Linked DNA regions of Mus musculus: regions 2, 3, 4 and 5 are each linked to region 1. Evidence: chromatin contacts called from public HiChIP or PLAC-seq and promoter capture Hi-C data. All regions are on one chromosome and are shown on one strand. Each heading gives the region's core, a stretch centred on a gene start, on an enhancer-like site or on the middle of the called end of the contact. The rest is flanking DNA. Distances are from core to core; before and after follow the strand shown.

Evidence for each region. Promoter capture Hi-C pulls out the DNA fragments that hold promoters and counts their contacts. HiChIP or PLAC-seq counts read pairs in DNA pulled down with a chosen protein or histone mark.
Region 2: a contact with region 1 is called in an HNF4G HiChIP or PLAC-seq map of pancreatic cancer cells. The contact joins the promoter of Smurf1 here to the promoter of Usp12 in region 1. A contact is called at or near these places in 1 of 484 Hi-C or Micro-C datasets (embryonic stem cells) and 2 of 115 datasets of contacts at active chromatin or transcription factors (embryonic stem cells and pancreatic cancer cells).
Region 3: a contact with region 1 is called in an H3K4me3 HiChIP or PLAC-seq map of embryonic forebrain, with 3 times the contacts expected there. The contact joins the promoter of Ptcd1 here to the promoter of Usp12 in region 1. A contact is called at or near these places in 2 of 39 promoter capture datasets (cranial neural crest and hippocampal neurons), 1 of 484 Hi-C or Micro-C datasets (B cells) and 2 of 115 datasets of contacts at active chromatin or transcription factors (embryonic forebrain and large pre-B cells).
Region 4: a promoter capture Hi-C map of maxillary cranial neural crest shows a contact between it and region 1. The contact joins the promoter of Zfp655 here to the promoter of Usp12 in region 1. A contact is called at or near these places in 8 of 39 promoter capture datasets (cranial neural crest, embryonic stem cells, frontonasal cranial neural crest and 4 more), 1 of 484 Hi-C or Micro-C datasets (B cells) and 1 of 115 datasets of contacts at active chromatin or transcription factors (pancreatic cancer cells).
Region 5: a promoter capture Hi-C map of pre-B cells shows a contact between it and region 1. The contact joins the promoter of Pomp here to the promoter of Usp12 in region 1. A contact is called at or near these places in 10 of 39 promoter capture datasets (the 3T3-L1 cell line, 3T3-L1-derived adipocytes, the HPC-7 cell line and 5 more), 2 of 484 Hi-C or Micro-C datasets (B cells and embryonic stem cells), 2 of 115 datasets of contacts at active chromatin or transcription factors (microglia and pancreatic cancer cells) and 2 of 9 other capture datasets (adipose tissue and liver).

The regions. Positions count from the first base shown.
Region 1 is chr5:146,793,462-146,796,386 of GRCm38.p6, reverse strand. Usp12 (ubiquitin specific peptidase 12) reads left to right here and starts at 1,431. Exons shown (of 9, transcript NM_011669.3): 1 at 1,431-1,772. The coding sequence starts at 1,725. 1700041I07Rik (a long non-coding RNA gene) reads right to left here and starts at 562. Exons shown (of 2, transcript XR_377208.4): 1 at 265-562.
Region 2 is chr5:144,964,265-144,967,189 of GRCm38.p6, reverse strand. Smurf1 (SMAD specific E3 ubiquitin protein ligase 1) reads left to right here and starts at 1,360. Exons shown (of 18, transcript NM_001038627.1): 1 at 1,360-1,689. The coding sequence starts at 1,635.
Region 3 is chr5:145,165,582-145,168,506 of GRCm38.p6, reverse strand. Ptcd1 (pentatricopeptide repeat domain 1) reads left to right here and starts at 1,403. Exons shown (of 9, transcript NM_133735.2): 1 at 1,403-1,553. Cpsf4 (cleavage and polyadenylation specific factor 4) reads right to left here and starts at 1,294. Exons shown (of 8, transcript NM_001291248.1): 1 at 1,048-1,294. The coding sequence starts at 1,150.
Region 4 is chr5:145,230,197-145,233,121 of GRCm38.p6, reverse strand. Zfp655 (zinc finger protein 655) reads right to left here and starts at 1,380. Exons shown (of 4, transcript NM_028298.4): 1 at 1,291-1,380. It also overlaps Gm6287.
Region 5 is chr5:147,859,132-147,862,056 of GRCm38.p6, reverse strand. It overlaps Pomp (proteasome maturation protein), which reads right to left and starts at 1,429. Exons shown (of 6, transcript NM_025624.3): 1 at 1,366-1,429. The coding sequence starts at 1,368.

The DNA.
Region 1 (2,925 bases), core at 182-2,681:
CCCTTGAACTCACAGAGACTCACCTTTCTCTGTTTCCTATGCTGGGATTGTAGGTGCATGTCACAATTCCCTGTGACTGGCTTTTCATTCATTTATTTTTTTGGGGACAAGGACTCAAGTGATCCAGGCTGGTCTTGAACTCATTAAATAGCTGAGGATGACCTTACCATAGTAGGATTAGCACTTCAGCTGAGGATATGAAACCTCAGAACACCTACACAAACACTTCGCCAACTAAGCCATATGTCCAGCTCCCATCCTTACCTTTAAAATATAGATGTTGTACGACCATGCTCTATGCTTGTGGAGTCTAGAGTGGCGAGCAACGCGACAAACATTGCATAGATCTGAACTGGTGTAAACCAGAGTCCAAGCCCCTGCCGTGGTATCTACAGAAAAGCGGGAGGCCTAGCCACTACGAAGGTAGATACCTGGAGAATAAGCAGCTGCCAGAATACTTAGCTGTATTCAGTGGGTGTTCCCCTCCCCCAACGCTTACAATGGAATTGCTATGGAAACAGTATTCATGTACCAGAAATCTGTTTCTCGACTAAATTTTGTTCAAATTCTCGGTCTTTTGAATGCTTTGGACTATGAAGTGAGGCTTATCAGATTTTAGAGCTTTCGTCGGAATTTAGGCCCCAAGTTCCACAGACCCGGTGTGGTGGGGAGTTGGGTGGAAGGCAGAAAAGGTCCTACCCTCAGATCACCAATCAAAACAAATCACAGGCTTTTTAAAGTAGTAATTTATGAAGTTTTATGAATTTTCTGCCGGTAGAAAATAGGAAGCGTTCATCCACTAGCTAACACGGTCTATGTGCTCCTCACACATTGGCTTCGGCTTCTTACTTGGGACATACCACCCTGTTACAAATTCCAAGTTGGTATCCCACTGTTTTTCAGGATTGGCTCCCCTTCCTCTTCTCCCCCACTACTGCTAATTCATAGAGTTAAATCTTGTCTTTTTATCTAATTAGCCTTTTCTTAGGGAATTAGGCCCAGATGATTCACCCCAGAAAAACATCCAAGTGCTTGGGACTCTGGCGGGGTTGCCTTCCAACCCATCCAGTTTCCCAGATATGGTCTCCGTCTTCTGTTTCAACTGACTGTCAGTCGCTCTAAAGGCTGCTTGATGTCACAGACGCCGCAGAGCAAAGGCTCGATCCCCTAAAGACCCGCTCTTGCAAGCTAAGGTAGGTGCTTCACGTCGGCGCTAGGACCCATCTGCAGGAGGAACGCGGCACGGGTCTCGCCCCGCCCCAACGCGCACTGGGTGGAGCCGTCCTCCCCAAGCTCGCCCCCCCCCCGTGGGAGGGCGGGGCACCATGGGCGTGGCACAGCTGCGGTGGGCGTGGCGGCGCCGGAGGCGGGCGGGGCGGAAGGACGCTGCCCGGTCGTCGGGGCGGTAGGGCCTGCGCGGAGCTCTCTCCCCAGCGCGCTGGGCGGGGTGTGCTGTGAGCGGCTTCCCGGGCAGGCGCGGGCCCTGAGGCGGCGGCTGCGCCGTGCGCCGGGGCGGAGCCGGGGGCGGGCGGGCGGCCGGCGGGCGGGGGCTGGGCCGGAGGAAGCCTGAGCGCCCGCGGCGACGACGGCAGCGGCGGCCCAGCAGGCTAGAAGCGTGGGTCGGCGGCGGCTCCGGGTGCGGCCGCGGGCTGCGGAGCGAGCGGGCGGCCCGGCTCCCCGCGTCCCCCGCCCGCCGCGACTGTCTGGAAGATGGCGCCGGGCGGATGGAAATCCTAATGACAGTCTCCAAATTCGCCTCCATCTGTACCATGGTAGGTGCGGCGGCAGCGCGGCCCGGGGGGCCGGTCCCCGCCTTCGAGGCGCCGCCCGCGGGCCTGGTCGTGTGCGGGCGGACCGGGCGCGGGGCCGAGTGGCCGCGGGGAAGGCGTGCTGGACACGGCAGGCGGGGCCGGGACACTGGGGATAGGACCGACCGGGGCTCGGGGTTGGGTCCTGACCACGGGGTCGCAGTTGAGGACGGGGAGCTCTGGGTCTGGGCACCGGGGACTCGGGGACTGTGGCTGGGGACTAGGGCCTGGGGGCTCAGGGACGGGGTTGGGGGTAAGGGCTGCAGACTGGGGTTGGGGACTTGGGGACTCGAGGTGTGGACTGAGGTTGGAGGCTGGAGCCGGGACTTTAAACTGGGGACTGGTACCGGGAAGCGAGGGGATTGTGCCAGGGGAAGGGACGCGGCATTTCCTTGGGGCCCTGCGCGGGGCAGGGCGGGGGTCTGCGGCAGGAAGGAAGGGTCTCGATCCTACTGGAAGACGGAAGTCCTGGCGGAGTTCCTCCTCGGGTTAGGTGGAGCCCCAGGCCCTGGCTCGGGAAGGGGGCGTGTGAAGGTGGAAACTTTTAAGAGTGCTGTTGAAATGTTTTCTTATTTTCAACTCTCTGAAGCGATAGGAACTCTTGCGGCTTCCAACCTGTGTCCGTCCAGATGGCAGCCTTGTCTCTGGGAATCTGTGTTAATCTTGAAAAGCTGCATTCGCTTTCCTGTCATTTGTTTATTTTAATAGAGCAGACACCGCTGTGTGGGGTTGAAGTACACAGATTCCCCCGAAAAAAACGAAACGCGCGCGGGTGGGTTCCAAACGTGTTTTTGTGCATTGCCAGAAGCACCACGGCTTCCCACGTGATAAAGCAAATCCATTACCTCCTTTATGAACTTCGCCGTAGAGATTGTGATTTATGAATCAATGAAAAAAGTTACTCTTTGCAGTGTGGGTCTGGAGTTATTTACCAAAGACCTGCACCTGCTTCATCTCCGTTTTTGTGTTCTGGGTTGTATCTAGGAGATTCTCCAAACCATCTTCCACCTGCAAGTGATCTGTGGTTGTGTGTGAGTGTGTGTGTGTGTGTGTGTAAGGAGTGGAGAATCAGGTAGGAAAAGTGGACTCTGTGCTACTTTCTGTGGAACAGTATTAA
Region 2 (2,925 bases), core at 111-2,610, 1.8 Mb after region 1:
CTCACAAACACCCGCTCCAGATCCAGCACCTTGTGATGCACACATACAAACACGCACACAAAACACTCCTATATAGGTAACAGAAATATCTAAAAAAAAGCCTCACAAAACTTAGCTTCTTGTGCTTGCACCATCGAACACCTTACCAATGGTGCTATTCTCCCAACACCAATCAAAGACTCCTAAATGGATTTATTCCAACCTAGGGTCTCGCTCTCAGCGACAACGGCTTAGAAATGGAAGCAGAGTTAGAGTCTGGATTAACCGTTGCCCATACACGATCCTATTCTTAAGATATTTTCCCTCCATTATTAAATAGTCTGGGCTGCACAGGCTCATAAAACCAAACTGCCTAGGACAAGAACAGGTACAAGCCTGTAATCCCTGCGCTCCGGAGGCTGAGTAGGGGGAATCACAGTTTTGAGGTCAGCCTCAGCTACAGATGAGCCCCTGTCTCCAAAGAGGGTGGTCAAACGCTGTGGGTAGCTGGTTCTAAGGAAGAACCATAGAGTCTGCCCATGAAGTGAATTAAGTTCAGGTCGGATGGGAGTTTGGTAAATATACGCAGCCTTTTCAAGAACCTTTTATTTCCTCTCTAGAATGCGTTACCATAGAGATTGGTTTGCTTGCTGGGGAAAGAAAGCCCGGCTTTTACTTTTTACCGGCCTGACACTCTGGGGGTTTGGGGGTGGGTTCATCAGAAGGCAGGGACTCGAAAACCCGACTGCTTACTTCTCTGGGTTAGTTCAGTTGCATGCAGGTTCCTATCCACAAAACCACCACCTCTCCATTTACATCCTTCATCTTGTTTAGCTGGTCCATATGCCGCACTTCCTCTGAGTCTAGCCACTTTGTCAATCGAATACACCAGTTGCACAGGGCACATCCGACACTCGATCACTGCGGGAAGTCTTCCCTTGGAACTTGCAGGATCTAGTGTGTACCCACGCGCGCACGCGCGCACGGTTCTTGGGGTTTCATGCAACACCCTGGCTTCCATCAGGAGCTTTGAAAAGTCCGACACTGAAGAAACAATCGGTTCCCCCAAATCGTCGCACAAGCAAATCAGTTGGTTCTGAGATTGTGACTAAGAACCAGCTCCGACTGCGCCGCTTGTGTGTGCGTGTGTGTCGTCTACGTGTGTGGGGCGGTGGTGGCCACGGTGGTGTCTGTTTCAAGGCTCCCCGCCGGCTGCAGGAACCTTGCAGCTCCCCCAGACCCCCTTGCGCGCGCCCAGGACAAGCGCGGTCCGCGTAGCGCCGTGCTCGGGCGCGCGCACGCACGCACACACGCAAGCGCGAGGCCGCGCAGGGCCGGGCCGGCAAGGCGGCGGGCGCGCGCAGCTCGGGAGGCGGCGGCGGAAGCAGCGAGGGCGGCGGGCGTCCGGCTGCGAGCGCGGCGGCTCCGGGCTGGGCCAGCCAGGGGCGGCTCCTGGCGGCGGCGCGGCCGAGCGCTCGGTTCTACGGTTCCAGCCCGTGGTCTCCGGCCCAACGCCTGCGCCGCGCACTCGGCGTCCCGGCTCGGACCCCGGCGCCCAGCCCGTGGCCGTAACCTTGAGGCGGCGGCGGGGCCGGGCCGGGCCGGGCTGGGGGGCGGCGGCACTGGATCCGAGGCCGGCCGGCCGCTGGCGGGAGATGTCGAACCCCGGGACCCGTAGGAACGGCTCCAGCATCAAGATCCGTCTGACAGGTAGGCACGACAGGGCCGCGGCCCTCGCGCCCCTAGACTGTCCCAGGGACCCTGCGGACTCCCGCCCCGCCCCCTCCCCCCCCCCCCCCCTTGCACCGGCCGTTGTCCCGGGACCGCTGCACCCCCTACGGCGTGCGCCCCTCGCTCGCGCTCCCGGCCCCGCCCCCCGGGTGCTCTGCAGGCGCCGCCCCTGCCGCCCCGTCCCCTCCCTCTGCATCAGGGCCCGCCCCTGGCACATCAGGACACGCCCCGCTGCGGCAGCCCCGCCCTCCCTCTGCATCAAGCCACGCCTCTCCGATCTGCAGACTCGCCCCCTTAACTAGGCTCAGCCCTCGACTCTTCTGCAGACTCCCCCTCCCCCTCACAGGCTCCACCCCTTGACTACTTTGTAGCTTTGGCGACCCGCCCTATGGCTCCTCCCTCTGCATCATTCCCCGCCCCCTGCTTGCTCTGCAGGCCCAGGCAGCTGCCTTTTCTGCATTAAGCCTGGCTTGCTGTTCATCCCTCTATCATAGATTCCACCCCTGTGGCTGATTCTCTTGGCCCCGCCTCTGGCTCCTTTCTCTTCAGGTTCTTGCCTATCCCCCCCTGCCCACACTACTCTATCTGCCCACACCTACCATCAGTTGCATATGGGCCACGCCCCCTAGCTTTCTCCCTCTGCCCCTAACTTTACCCTTCTGGATCAGGTCCCGCCCCCTAGCTCCTCCACTACAGGACTCCCCCCCCCCCTCTCCTTTCTGCCCCACACCTACCCTCAGCTGCATATAGGTACCACCCCTCGGGGCCCTCCACCGGTCCCCTCTAGTGTCCTCTCTTGACACCGCCCCAGCACCCTCTGATCCACACCTACCCCCCTGCCTGCTTTTCTTCAGGCCTTGTACATAGCCACACACCTTTCAACTTCATGTAGATCCCGCCCCCTCGCTGCACCTCCACCGCTCTTTCCACCCCTACCTCACATTTTCATCATCCATCTCTTCACTCTCATCCTCCTTCTACCTGCTGTTCCCCTCTAGGCCCACCCCTCACCATCCTCCCGCCTGTCCCCTCCCTCTTTTCCCTTGCAGCTTCTCATCACTTCATCTCTCTCTCCTTTCTTTCTTCCCACTCTCTCACATGAACATTATCTACCTTCTCCCTTCTCTCTCTGGGTCCCTTCGAATCATCCCACCCCCTACTCGTTTGCCTTGCTTCTCTTTGCTCTCCCACCGCCTCACCCACTCCTCATCTCCA
Region 3 (2,925 bases), core at 154-2,653, 1.6 Mb after region 1:
TTTTTTCCCTTCAAGACAGGGTTTCTCTGTGTAGTCCTGGCTGTCCTGGAACTCACTCTGTAGACCAGGCTGGCCTTGAACTCAGAAATCCACCTGCCTCTGCCTCCTAAGAGCCATGATTAAAGGCGTGCGCCACCACTGCCCGGCTATTTCTGTGTTTTTTAAAGAAACCCAAATCTTTACTTCAAGTGCACACTTGCCTCCACAGGTTTGTGGATCTATTGCCCCACACAAATGTTCCATGGTCTCAAGGCAGTGCCATCAAATTGAGTAAAAACCTAGTGCTTAAAAGGCTAGCCTGATCTATAGAGTGAGTTTCAGGACAGCCAGGGCTATACAGAGAAACTCTGTCTCGAAAAACAACAACAACAAAGAGTAGACATATGTGCAAGGACGACCTGGCCAAAGAGGACAGTTCTGTCTGAATTGAAGCAGCTCCCCCAAACGGAAGATATATCCCACCAGAACAGGAAAACCATCTCATCACATGAAGAGGGACAGTAAATATAGCTCGGTCTAAAGGTTCGCTGGGGGCCTGAGTTGGGACAGGTGACCCGGAGGTGGGGTAGTGAGGAAAACGGACAATTCCAGGACAGGGAAGGATTTCCCAGGAGCTAGACTAAAGCAAGCCTGGAATATGAGGGTCTACTTGGAGTCTTCGACAGTCAGATACACTCAGACTCTTCTACCGCCTAGTTCTGATGAAAGTAGAGAGGAGCACGCTAAGAGGTGGAAATGGGGGACATTCTAAGACTTTGCTGAAGTTGGAGCAGGATGGGAGAAGGCAGTTCCACTTCAGGATGACACGCGTTCACTGGAGAATTACGCGAACAACCGACACAGTCCTGCTGTCCCGAGGATTGCCACGGAGCAGTCCCCGGGGATCAAGGATCCAAGGAAAGGTCTCCCCGAGTTCAAGTGACACCGGGAAGTCCCAGGACGGAAGCGGAGGAACTAGGCGAGGGTCCCGGGTTCCAGGGCCCAGGGCTGGGGTAACCTCTGGTCAGAATCAGACTCGCCCACCCACCCGCCGGGCCCCGCACTCACTATCCATGCCGGGGAAGGGCAGCGGCTGCGCCCCGAGCTGCTGCTCCACGGCGATCTCCAAGTCGAACTTGATGTGATCTACGCTGGCGATTATTTCCTGCATGGCGGCGGCGGCGGCCTCGGGCCCAGCTCCCCCTCAGGTCTCTCAGCCGCTCTCCGCAACTCACGCTACCTCTCCCCGTCCCCTTCTCGCTTGCCGCCACCGCCGCCGCCGCAGCCGCCGCCCCGCGAGGGATGCCGGGAGCGCTGGAGCCCGCGCCGGCCCTTTTTTCCCATCCAGACTCAGCCAACGGAGCTCAGAGTCCGGCCACTCCTTCAGGCCTGACTAGCCGCCGACCGATCGCCTGTTTCTTTCGGTTCTGTATCTTACACAAGAGGCGGCGACGCAAGTGCGCCTGCGCGGGATCTCCGTAGTCTGTGCTGAGGGCAGGAACGCTGTCTCTGGAGCCGCGGTCCCTCGACTCTGAGGACGTCTCACTAGGGGCTCGCCGCTTAGAACGCTCAGAGTGAGTTTCTGTTCAACCCTCATAGGAAACCCGGAAGCCGGGTGGAAATTGGACCTGAGGGACTTTGTCCAAGCTCAGATGCGAAAACGGAGGATCTAAAGGCCTGGGGAGAGGAAGCAAGGGGCGACCTAGGGTCCCAGGTCTCTCTGTGGGTGTAGCTCTAATGCAGACGTTTAAAAGTCGGGTAAGGGGGCAGGAGGTGTGGCTCAGTTGGTAAAGTGCTTGCCCCACCACCGCATAAGCCGGTAGTGTTAGTACAGACTTGTAATCCCACTAACTGGCAAGTGGAGGCAGAAGGGTCAGAAGCTCAAGACCAGACTGCATTACATGAGACCCTGGAGAGCGAGTCAACCTAGTAGAGCTAAGCCTCAAAATACCGTCATACCTCTTTTCCCTGTTATTATGTCTTGTTTTTGTTGTTGTTTGTTTGTTTTGTTTTTTTATTAAAGGGCTTCAAAGTAAGCAGGCCCAGCACAGCCTAATAAAAATAGAATGCGAGGGTGAGAGGGTGTAGCTCTGTGAGAGGGAGCATGTGCATATATGTGCCTTCCACACCACTCGAGTGCAGATTAGGGAAAAGCTTGTACCACAAGTCCTTCCAAGTATGTTCAGGAATCAAGCTCAGGTCACCGAGCTCTGCAGTAAGCACCTTTATCTGCTGAGACCCTCTTGAGCCTCTTGTTGTTGTTGTCGAGACTGGGGATCTCTAGGTAGCCCTGAGTAGCGTGGACTCACAGTTGTAGACCAGACTGGCATTGAACTCATAGAAATTCTCCTGCCTCTGTCTCCCTGGTGCAGGGCCTAAAGGCATGGCCCATCACGACTTACTCTTACTTTTTAAAGACAATCTCATGAAGCCCAGGCTGGTCTTGAAGTTGACATTATAGCTGAGGGTGACCCTGAATTTCTGACTCTTTTCTACCCAGCTGAGATAGTAAGTTTGACTGATCTCCCACTCCCCACCCTGCACAGAGCCAGGTCTTCCTAACTCAGAGCCTACCCTCTGAGTAAACTTGTCTCTCTTTTCTGACTCTTTTTAAAAAAGATTTGTTTGTTTATTTATTTATTTATTTAATGTATGTGAGTACACTATAGTTGTACAGATGGCTGTGAGCCTTCATGTGGTTGTTGGGAATTGAAATTTTTTAGGACCTCTGCTCGCTCTGGTAGGCCCTGCTTGCACCAGTAGGCCCCCTCACTCCAGCCCAAAGATTTATTTATTATTATATGTAAGTACACTGTCGCTGACTTTAGATGTACCAGAAGAGGGGGTCAGATCTCATTATGGGTGAGCCACCATGTGGTTGCTGGGATTTGAACTCAGGACCTTCGGAGAGCACGCTGAGCCATCTCGCCAGCCCTTCCTTTCTGA
Region 4 (2,925 bases), core at 131-2,630, 1.6 Mb after region 1:
GGTGAGGCAGAAGCAGGTAGACACGAGTTTGGAGCTAACCTGATCTACATTCCAAGACAGCCAGTGCCTCAGAAAGAAACCCTGTCTAGAAACCCAGCCCCACTAGATTTTAGTTGTCACAGTCCACAGACTTAAGTTTCTCTAAATGTAATTAAGTAAAGTGCATGGTAATTAGGGCCCAAGAAGGGTTTAAAACCTAAAAAGTTACCAAAATAAACAAAAAGAAAAACACAGAAGCAGGAGATGCCTGTAATTTAAGGGTAGAGTACTTCCTAGTATGCACAAGGCCCTACCTTCAATCCATAACAACCTCCCCCTTCACAAAAAAACAAACATGAGTACCATTCGGTTTCAAAACTTAAAACCCAAACAGGAAGGTGTAAGAATTCGATATTACTCAGACTCTACTGAACAATCCCAAATCTGTGGTTTAAAATATATGTGTGTGTGTGTGTGTGTGTGTGTGTGTATCGCTGGGCGTGTAATCCCAGCTCTCGGAAGATTTAGACAGGAGGTTCAGAAGTTCAAGGTTAGCCTCAAAGCTGTCTTTTAAAAACCCAAACCAAAACAACAACAACAACAACAACAACAAAATAGCTACCATTAAAAGAATTTTTTTCAACACAGTACAACTGCGTAAACCTTTCCATGGAGCGTCCTAAGTAATTTAGAGGCTCAAGCTGAGACCCAGTGAAACACGCCAGATAAGATTACTCATTGTTTTTCTCAAAAGCAGGCCCCTTAGGAATCATGTGGTAAGCGGTAAGGCCGTTCTGCATTACTCAATGGGCCCCGATGAATAATGATACAACTCACTTAGGAGACAGACCCTTAGGGCAGGCTGGTCGAGCCACCTGCGCGCAGCACGAGGGAGGGCTGCGAGGAGCCTGGTGTCCTTCAGATCCAAGGACGAGCCCGGGTTCCGTCCACCGTCCACCGTCCACCGCCCTCCGCCAGGCTCCCGGCCCGTCCGCAGGCCTCGCCCAGAGCCACCCTCCGCCTACCTCTCTCTTGGGCAAAGGTTCGGTCCCCAGAGGGCGAAGCGGGCCACAAGACCGAGCTGCCACCCGGGCCCGGCCACTGGGTTCGCACCACGGGGCCACCCCGGCTCCCCGGGCTCCGCGACGAACCCGGGAAGAGGGGAAAACAGGGCCGCGAGCCCGGCCTTCCGCGCGCCCCAGCTCCGGGAACAGCCGTCAGCCCGCACGCGGCGCCTCCTGCGCGTCCGCCCCGCGGGCCAAACAAGCGGTCGCTCCCACGGCGACGCGACAACGGTTCCCCGGGACTCACCCAGGTGGAGAGGCGGGCCTGGAGACTGTCCCGTCACGGAGGCGCTCCTCGCTCAGCTGCACCAGCCTGTCCGGGGCCACTCTCTCGACTGCCAGAAGGCTGACGCCTTACGTCACTTCCGGCGACGGAAGTCCACGGGAGGGCGGTCCCGGGTGAGGTTCCCGGATGAAGAGCAGGGGTGAGGGTGTCCCGGGTCGAGCTGTCAGCTGACGGACACGGGATGCGGTCTCGTGGGTGGGGTCCGCAGCATCGCTAGATAAGGCCTTAGTTGCTGTTGTGCTTCGCTTTCTCGAGGTCGCACAGCCCTCCCTGCTGATTAGGGCGCATCTTACACCAGGAGGGCGACAGAGGTTGGGAAAGAACTCCCGACTCCTCCCGGGCCGCAAGAGCGTGCAGGAGGATTCCTAAGCAGAAGATGAAATACCACCCTCGTGTCTAATACTGGTTTGGTCCGGCTTTATTTCTCCTAGGAAGTGCCTGACCCCAAATTGCCCACAGAAAGGGACATACTAGGTGTTGCCCTGCCTGGAAGGGACAAACGTTTTCCCCAAGAGGATTCGCCCAAGGTCACCAAGATTTTCCTGTCAGGCCCTACTTTGAGTCCCACCCTTTCCTTCATGTTTGATTCTTTGCCTACCATGAGGTGAGCAACTTCTTCCAACAGGAGTTCTTCGCTGTGTGCAGCTTCACTGTAGACACAAAGGGAGCAAGTTTAACTGAGAACTGTTTGAAACTGTGACACAAAAATCTCTCCTCAAGCTTGATTATCTCAACTATTTTTGCAATAGTAGATGCAAAGCCAAGACTCCCATAATTTTGTTCCCCTGGAAATTAGTGAAGCTCAGAATCTTGTAATTTACAATCTTATAATTATCTAGTATTAGGAACAACTGCTACATAAATCAAATATTTTAAAATACTGCCCAAGGGCTGAAGACGTGGCTCAGTGTTGAAGAGCACTGTTGCACTTCCAGAGTACAAAGGTTCGCTAAGTTCCCAGAACTCAAACTGTGGCTAACAACCCTGTCACTAGGTTCTAGAGGTGGATCTAATGCCCTCTGACCATGGGAGACGCTGACCACCCCAGGTGAACATATATGCATGCAGGCAAAGGATACACATATAAAAAATTATTTGGCTTGGAGAAATGGCTTACCAAGTAAAAGCCCTAACTGTTCTTGCAAAGGACCGGAGCTCAGTTCCTAGTTCCCACGGTGGCTCACAACCAGTGTAACTCCAAATCCAGAGGGTTGGATGGTCTCTCTTGGGCTCCTGTCACACATTTGGCACAGTGCACACATATGCACACACATACACACACAAAATAAAAATAAATCTTAAGGGAAAAAAAAACTGCCCACAACAGGTGTGGTAGCCTATGTGGTGGTCTATACCTGACAGGTGGATCTCTGTGAGTTCCCAGACTAGTCTACATAGTGAGTTCTACACTATCCGGGGCTACATACACCCTGATCAAAAAAAAATTTTTTGAGGATTTATTTATTTTATGTATATGAGTATACTGTAGCTGTCTTCAGACACAGCGGAAGAGGGTGTCAGATCTCATTACAGATGACTATAAACCACCATGTGGTTCCTCGGATTTGAACTCAGGACCTCTGGAAGGGCAGTCAG
Region 5 (2,925 bases), core at 180-2,679, 1.1 Mb before region 1:
GAGCTGTCTTCTATGATTAAAAATAAATGCAGCTAGTTGAAACAGTGCAAAAGGCTAAAAACAGCTCCTTTGGAACTGTCACTGTCACCCGACATCTGACAGCACAAACTGCTTAGATACAGGTGACCTGGTCTCTGTTACTAGTCTAGACCAAACAATTCTGAGAAAGCAGCTAGTTGATAGACTTACTTCACCTGTGTATTTGACCTGGCAGCTCGCATGGGGGGGAATGTCAGCAGCCCCAACTGGGTCTTGCTTGAGCCTCACCAGTCTCCCCAATTCTGCACAAGGTTTCCCCAAAACACACCACCTCACCAACAAAATCGCTAACAATCTCCTTCTAGACCTCATTAACATCTGAGAAATAGAGTTCGGGGCTCCAACTCTATAATTCAAGGGCCTGGTACTGTTGGTGTCCCCACTCTTCACACAGGAAACCACGGGGATCAGGAAGACAACAGGTAATCTATCCTGGACAGTCACCTACTCCGTGACTGCCAGTCAAGCACAGACTTCCAGGACTGGCCCTGTCTATGATTATAGCTGTCCCAATGCTGACTGACACCACTACAGTACAGTGTTCTCCTGGGGACAGATGTACTGAAAAGCACCAAAGGAGAAGTTTCGCTACACACAAAGGGGAAATTCTGAACTCTAGTATTGCTGTTACTATCGTCCCGGTGTCCTTTTGTAAAATATGAGGACTCCTTAAGGTTCTAGTTCAGTGTCAGATACAAGTTAAGTCTATGAAGACCTAAAAACCATTCATATTTCAGCGTTTCTCACATTCCTTTACACTGGTTAGCGGTCTCTGCCAATCCAAGCTTTCTGGACGTGGGCAGATGGCGTGCGGAGGAGTGCCATAGTGACTCAGGACTATGCTCAAAGAGAAACAGAAAGTGGGGCAGGAGGAGAGGCCAGAAGGGGAGGAGAGGCCAGAGGGGGATGCGAGGGAGTTCAAGCACTAACTATACGAACAAAACGGGAGCGACACATGGCACACAGAGAGATGTTTGTAAACCGAGGCTGAGCTGTACGAATGCAACGGGCGGTCGTGCGCCTTGGCGGGTGTAGGGGTGCAGTCACCCTAAGGGAGAAGGCACGTGGCGTGTCCCAACACGCACACAAGGCTTGGCTTTCGGAGGTGCCCAGTGCATGGAGTGCATCCGCCTCCACTGCTGGGAAGGGGCGCTGTGGCCTGGGAGGCCCGGGGAACTGACCCGCGCCGTCCGATCGGAGCCAGGACCACCCGAGAGAGTGCAGCCCGGGTCCCGCCCACGTCAGACACCCGCCGGGACCGGGCAGTCGCGATCGTGCCCGCACCACGAGTACCCGCCGCGACGGCGGCCCTCCGCGCTCACTCACCATCTTTGAAACAGCTCTGTGAGATCTATAAACCTGCTCGAGTCCGCCGGCCAAACCGCTCACTTCCGTTTCCGGGGCCGAGACGCCCACCCCTCCGCCCCATCCGCCGGAAGTGCGTCCTTCCGGCCAGGAAGGAAAGGGGGCGTGGGAGGAGCAGGGAGTAGCGTTGGGCCGGGGCTCCCACGCTCGCTGTCCCCCGGTGAGCGAGGGCCAAGGGCGCAGCTCGGGTGTGCACTGGCCCTGGCCTCGCGGGACGGTGTTAGATGGGCGTGTGCAAATGCACAGACTTCCCACGGGCCATCCAAGGACGCACGGTGGTGATTTACATAAAGTCCTTCTGCTGAGTCAAAAGTGGGACAACAGGCCTTTACGGTTTTATAAATCGAAGGTCCGAGGCTGGGTATGTGTAGAACCTAAGGAAAGGACCAAGCTAGCTTAGGCACCGAGCCTCAGGCAGAGGCGGGCTCCAGGGTTGTGGGGTGTGGATATTTCCGAACTTGGGGGGCAATCACAACCTGAGTCCCAAGTCAGGTCTGGCCACCGGTTCGTTCATAATAAGCAACTTAAAAGCGGGAGGCAGAAGGCGGCGATATGGTCAGTGTGGCCAGACTGGAAGACAGCAAAGACTTGGGAGGTTCCCTGGGACTAAGTCCTTTTCGGTGACATGGGGGTGGTGGTGGTGACAATTTTAAGTCAGGGTCATCAGAGCTAACGTATGTCAGGCTCTTAGAATTACAAATAACGTGGTTCTACATGTTGTACATGAGTCATCTCCCTAAGTCTTTTCATTAAGCTTTTTTTTTTTTTTTTGTTATTCGAGACAGGGTTTCTCTGTGTAGCCCTGGCTGTCCTGGAACTCACTCTGTAGACTAGGCTGGCCTCGAACTCAGAAATCCGCCTGCCTCTGCCTCCCAAGTGCTGGGATTAAAGGCGTGCACCACCACGCCCGGCTTTTCATTAAGCTTTTTAAAATTAATTTTTAAAGGATTCCTCTAAAACGTTTTGTTTGACTGTCTGCGTGTGCATCAGGTGTGTGCCTGGTGCCCTCACACTCTTTTGCAACATTAGCGGTGTTTGCCAACACGAAAGAGTCTTAGGGTCTTATAGGACTGGAGTTATAGGTAGATGGTTGGGAACCACCCTCTGGGTGCTGGGAAAGGGACGCAACAGATGCTCTTAACCGCGGAGCCATCTCTCCAGCCCTGTTGCTCACATTATGAGAGTATGGCATAGCACGAAGGAGAAGAAGACAAAACAGGTCTTAGCTGTGCTGGCCGGAGGATGAGGCGGCTGGTCACTTGGGTTCTGCAGTCAGAAGCAGAGAGAAATGAATGTCGTCCTCTTGTTTTTGTCTTGTTACTCAGCCTAGGACCCCAGCCTATGGGATGGCGCCTCCCACATTCAGGGTACATCATTTTTAAAATGATGTAAATGACTTCACTGATATGCCCAGACTGTCTCCTCTCAGAGAACCCGGGTTCCTTTCACATCACTCTCATCAGGAGGCTCAAAGCCATCTGTAACTCAGCTTAAGACGATCCAATGCCCTCTTCTGGCCTT